Linked DNA regions of Macaca mulatta: region 1 is linked to region 2. Evidence: chromatin contacts called from public Hi-C data. All regions are on one chromosome and are shown on one strand. Each heading gives the region's core, a stretch centred on a gene start, on an enhancer-like site or on the middle of the called end of the contact. The rest is flanking DNA. Distances are from core to core; before and after follow the strand shown. Region 1 holds the start of CYLD (CYLD lysine 63 deubiquitinase). Region 2 holds the start of SNX20 (sorting nexin 20).

Evidence for each region. Hi-C and Micro-C count contacts between places; a contact is called where the count stands out from the background.
Region 1: a Hi-C map of cortical neurons shows a contact between it and region 2, with 2.2 times the contacts expected there. The contact joins the promoter of CYLD here to the promoter of SNX20 in region 2. A contact is called at or near these places in 2 of 14 Hi-C or Micro-C datasets (CD4 T cells and cortical neurons).

Annotation. Positions count from the first base shown.
Region 1 is chr20:46,193,919-46,196,618 of T2T-MMU8v2.0, forward strand. It overlaps CYLD (CYLD lysine 63 deubiquitinase), which reads left to right and starts at 1,410. Exons shown (of 18, transcript XM_077985641.1): 1 at 1,410-1,448; 2 at 2,088-2,148. It overlaps LOC144337938 (a long non-coding RNA gene), which reads right to left and starts at 2,517. Exons shown (of 2, transcript XR_013411589.1): 1 at 1,972-2,517.
Region 2 is chr20:46,132,646-46,135,345 of T2T-MMU8v2.0, forward strand. SNX20 (sorting nexin 20) reads right to left here and starts at 1,428. Exons shown (of 4, transcript NM_001261262.1): 1 at 1,307-1,428.

The sequences.
Region 1 (2,700 bases), core at 160-2,659, 61 kb after region 2:
CCTCAGAGTCCTTCCAGCTTTGTTGGAGAATAAAGATGTAGAGGAGAACGGTGTTGCCTAAGGCCACACAAGCCAGGCCTGTTGATTTCCAACTTATGGCTTCCTTTGGCAGTGTGGTCGTGAAGCTTGGAATAGAGGAAGATAGGGGTGACAAAAGAGGGACAGGAGTAGAAAGAGGCTTAGGTTTTCAAAAGATGCTCATTTCATTTTGGATGACTATGGCAGGGAAGAGTGGTGGCCTGTCTACTGCTACTGTTACTCGTCACTCATGTGACTGCTTTTATGTATTCATTGGTTTAAATTCCCTGGATCTCCAGAAACATGTTACTTTCCACTGGGGGAAATTTGTGTCATGGTTAAACACACACATACACACACACACCCCTCCTCCTTTCTCAGTGTTAATCACCTTCTCCTATAATTAGCACTTAAAATGTCAAAGGAGAAGAAATTAATTAACAGGAGTATCCAGTGCAGCAAGGCTCTGGGACCGATTATAAAAAGCACTTCCTTAAATATTTTGAGTACTTTTGGGAATCAGAAGCCTCCCTTCTAATTGAAAGATCCTTAACTACACCCTAAGTCCTGGCTGGTGGCCAGGGGTGCAGGGCTGAGTGAGGCGGCGTGTGGAAATCCCTTCTTCACCATCCTTGGGAAAATTCCCTCCTAACTGGGATAGGTGGCAACAGAGGTTCGGAAACAGCAAGCGTCCCAGGCTGAATCTGCGGGGGAGGAAGAGATGAACCTTTCCTGAGCTGGTACTGCGTGCCAGAAACTTTAACTCAGTATTTTGCCACAATCCTATAAGACAACCGATACTATGATCTCCATTTTACAGATGAGGACATTGAGGCACAGCGTGGTTGTGACTTCCCCGAGTCACGCAGCCACTGAATGAAAGCGCCAAAGATTCAAAGTGAGGTCTGATTCTAAAGCTTTGCTCTCTCACGGCATCCTGGAATCCTATTCCCAACCTTCATCTGGACTCTCAACCCAGCCCAAACCTAAGCGTCTACAGTTTTGACAGCTGAGGTAGGAGCACGGGAGGTGGAGCTGGTGACAGCGCAGCGCCCCGCCCCGCCCCGTCTCCGGCACCAGCCAATGGTGACGCGGCACCCACAGCCTTTCGCCCAATCAGCTTGAGCTTCCCGCCTCCATCCCCCGCTCTTCTCCGCCCCGCCCCTCCGCTTTCCCTTTGGTTCCACCGAGCTTGACAGAGCGGAAAGTCCCTTCGGCCGGCGCCGGGCCGGCAGCCATTGGAGGAAGGTCTGTCACAGGGAGGCCCAATCAGGGCCCGCTCAAGAGAGCAGCTCGGCCTGCGATTGGCCAGCGCGGCGTCTGCCCCCTCCGCCCCCGCTCCCTCCCTCTCCTCTGGGCGGTTCGGAGGCGGGGCAGGTGGGGGCGGGCCCAGGTAGCAGGTTCGGCTGCGCGGGGGCCGCGCGTCGGAGGTAAATACTAGGGCGGTGGGTGTGGGGCGCCGGGGCCGGCCCGGGACGCAGGCTGGGGAGCCGGGGCGAGGGGCGACGCCCCGCCGCCCGAGGTTAGTGAGTGAGCGGGCGGCGGGCGGCGGGCGGCGGGCGGCCGGATCCCCTCGGCGCAGCCACCCGGCCTCAGGGCGTCCGGAGCCGCTGCGGCGACCGTCGGGCCCTCGGCGCCGGCCCGTTAGTTGCCCGGGCCCGAGCCGGCCGGGCCAGTGGGGTGCCGAGCACGCTGACGTCAGCCCGGGCTTCCCCACCCCCGGGGCTTCCCCATCCCCCGAGGCTTCCCGGGAGGGCTCCGAGTCCGGGGAGCGTGCCGGGTCTCCACCGTCGGGACCCTCGGAGGAGAGAGGACTTGGGGCGGGAGTCGCGCGGGACACTGTCCCCCTCCTCGCCCCCCACCCCATTTACAGATGGGGAGACTGAGGCACAGGCCGCTGGCGGGCCCCGACGGCCACCGTTGGCCTCAGGAGCTCGGGGCTGTGATTCCTACCGTCCGCGCCGCGGGGCGTATGCAGCGATCGATTTTGCGGGTGTTGGTGGCTCCCGTCCAGAAATCGCAGTCGGGGTTCTGGCCTCGTTAATGGCGTGTTCTGCTTTTTCTTTCAGTTTCCCCCTTTCCAGGGTGAGGATGGTTCTACACAGCCACCTGGAGTTCCTTAGTTGAAAGGTGCGCCCTGTTGTGACAGGTATTCTTTCTTTATGTTTTTCTTTCATGTTAACAATGGTGGGGGGGGGGGGGTGGCGGAAGGGGGGCGGAAGGGAAGTCATGAAATCTTGAGGAAGATGGTGTTGAGTTTGGTACTCAGCTGGGTCAGCTGCCGGTTATTCATGCACTTGGCATCGTTTCTTTTCCACCCCTTGGCATTTGAATGTTTTAGGATAGTTGTCATCTTCCAGCCACCAAGCCTGTGGCCTTGCAATCTCCCAGCCCCCATCATCCCCGCCACTTTCTTTTCTCCAGTTTTTCCTGGAAAGTTGTATCCTTAGCTCAGCTGAGGAGCATGCCTACCTTGCTTTTGAATATGGTCTAGAGATCTTAATAGGATTGTTCATTTTGCAATCATTGGCTCTCAGAGAAGCACCCAGGCCTTGAGAGGGTGTTCATTTGATTGTTGGCTTTCTACACACCCCCTCATGCCCCAAGTAGATTGAATGGCCTTAAGAATTTAGCCTGCCATTCCCCACTGAGTAGTGGGTGGATTTGAAGTAGAACAGTATT
Region 2 (2,700 bases), core at 178-2,677:
GGCCCCAACCTTTGCAGACCTGTTTGCATGACCAGGCAGCTGGCTCCAGATGAGAAGCAGGGCACTATTGGCCCAGAGACCCTGTAAGACCCTAGAAATGATGCCTCAGCTTGACACTCCAGAAAAGACTGAGAAAGCTGATTATGAAACCAGGCCTCAGAATAAAAATCAAATTCAGCAGCCACAGTCAGCTCCCTTATAGTTGTCTCTTACAGGTTTCATTGGGAATCACCCATTTAAAGAGGAAGGGGAAGGAAAGAGTTGTGCACTGGTGTATCCGTGGGGTCTTGGGTAGCTTCCTATCCCTCTCCAGGCCTCAGTGTCCTCATCTGTGAAATGGGAAAGCAATCCCGTCGCTCTAAAAGCTCTCTGGGGACAGCCACATAGACGATTCCATGGCCCTTTCCTCCCCTCTCCTCACTCTCTGTAGCAAAGATTTCTTGACTTTATAACAAAATACTATAAATGTTGGTGCTGTTGGCCTGGAGGCCTGTAGTTGGCCCAGGGAACAGAGCAGCTTCCCAGTCCCCTCTACCTTCCCGCTCTGTGTGCATAGACAGTCATTCTCCTCCTCCTGTCCCCAGGTGTCCTGACCACCCCCCTCTCCAAAAGCTGACTGCCAAGTCCAGTCCTTCTTCTGCTGGGCACACAGAGGCCACACCATCTTTCTGAAGGCCTGCAGAGGACTTTTCATGGGGGACGAGCCTCTAGGGGGTGAAATAAAGCTCCTGGCCCACTCTGGGAGACAGGAGATCCCCGGACGTTGGATGTGTGGCTGCCTCTGTTGGGGAAAGGGTGGGTACCCTCCAACAACTGGACGCTCACCTGAGAAGCCTTGCCAAAGCCAGGGGCTCCCAACCCAATGTGCGTAAGAATCCCCTGGTGGGGTGGGGGTGGGATCCCAGGGGCTTGTTCAAAAGCAGGTTTCCTGGCTCCTAACACAGGAAAGTGTCATTGAACAGACCTGGATTCTGTATTTTCCACGAGTCCCCTAAAGCTATGCTGATGCAGGGATTCCCTGACACCGTTTTTTTTTTTTGAGAAACACGGGTGTGATGACTTATTCTCCAGGCCCAAGATGGGTTGTACAAGCGCCTAGCATCTCAAAAGGAATGGAGGTGATGGAGGGTCCAGGAGCTGTCCCTTCCTCTGCCTCAGTGCGCTAAGGAGAGCTCCAGACACAGTGGCTGTCACTAACCCTTTCCCCTCCTACCCTGCCCCCAACAGGTGCCAGGCAGGGTCCCAGGAGGAGGGGACTCAGGCCACAGCAGGCAGAGGACAGCTGAGTTTGGGATCAAATACTGACCTCCAGTCTCTGGGGCTGTGCGTGTCCAGGGGTCCGGGAGGAGTGTCACATGGCCCCTTCGAGCTCTTGGTTCTCAGCTCCGGCGACCAGCCGAGGGACTGACACTTTCTAAGTTCCCCGTTTGAAAACAGGAAACAGGCTGTGTGACCTGCTCCTGATCGCCCCAGCCTATTGGCTGGTGAAACATGGTATATTGAACTCAACTGACAGCCTGCCACCTCTTCTTCCGGGTAGCGCAGGGAACGGCAAGGCAGTGCAGGGCCAGCCCTGTGGGGTCTAACTCAGCCTCACTCTCCCTGCAGCCTTGCAGCGGTCTGGCTGTCCTTCAAATCCCCGTTGATCTCTGGCATTCAGGCATTAGCTCTCAGAGCCCTTTCACGTTCATTATTCTACTCTATGAGCTAAGCATGATGGGGACCGTCATGCCCCTTGAACAGATGGGAAAACCGAGGCTTGGGTCACAGAGCTGGTGGGACACAGAGCCAGTGACTGACATAGAAGAGCAGTGGTGTGGAATTACAGTTCCATCTGGCGCCTTTTCTCTGAGCAAAGCTGTATCCATCACCACCAACAGAAAGTACCAGGGAAGCGAAACCCCAGGGCAGTGGTGTGATTCATGGCCACCCATCTTTGTGGCCTTGACAGCAAGAGAGGAAATCAGACAAAAAAAAAAAAAAAAAAAAAAAAAGAACTTTGCTGGCTCTCCCAGAAGTTTACCACATGTTTTTTTCTGAGCCACGATTCCCTTCCCCTCCATGAGAAGTAGTCACAGTCTTGATTCAGATGGGGGTTACTACTTTGCTTTTCCTTAGAAATTTACCACCTATGAGATCCTCAAACAATTCAGTTTCATTTTACTCATTTGTGAATCTTATATAAATTGAGCCAAGCATACTGTGTGTATTCTCCAGTGCCTTGCTTCTTTCATGCAACATTTATGTGTTTAAGATTCACTGATGCATTTCTGGGTAGCTAGTTTTTTCATTTCCATTGTTGTGTTGCTACATTATTATTATTATTTATTTTACTTTAAGTTCTGGGATATGAGTGTAGAACGTGCAGGTTTGTTACATAGGTATACATGTGCCATGGTGGTTTGCTGCACCCATCAATCCGTCATCTAGGTTTTAAGCCCTGCATGCATTAGGTATTTGTCCTAATGCTCTCCTTCCCCTTGGTCCCCATCCCCCGACAGGCCCCAGTGTGTGATGTTCCCCTCCCTGTGTCCATGTGTTCTCATTGTTCAACTCCCACTTCTGAGTGAGAACATGCGGTGTTTGGTTTTCTGTTGCTACATTATTTAAATACATTGCCATTTATCTTTTTTTGTTGTTACTGTCTTTTGATGCACACTTGGGGTGTCCCTAGGACGGCCATCATGATCAATGCCCCTG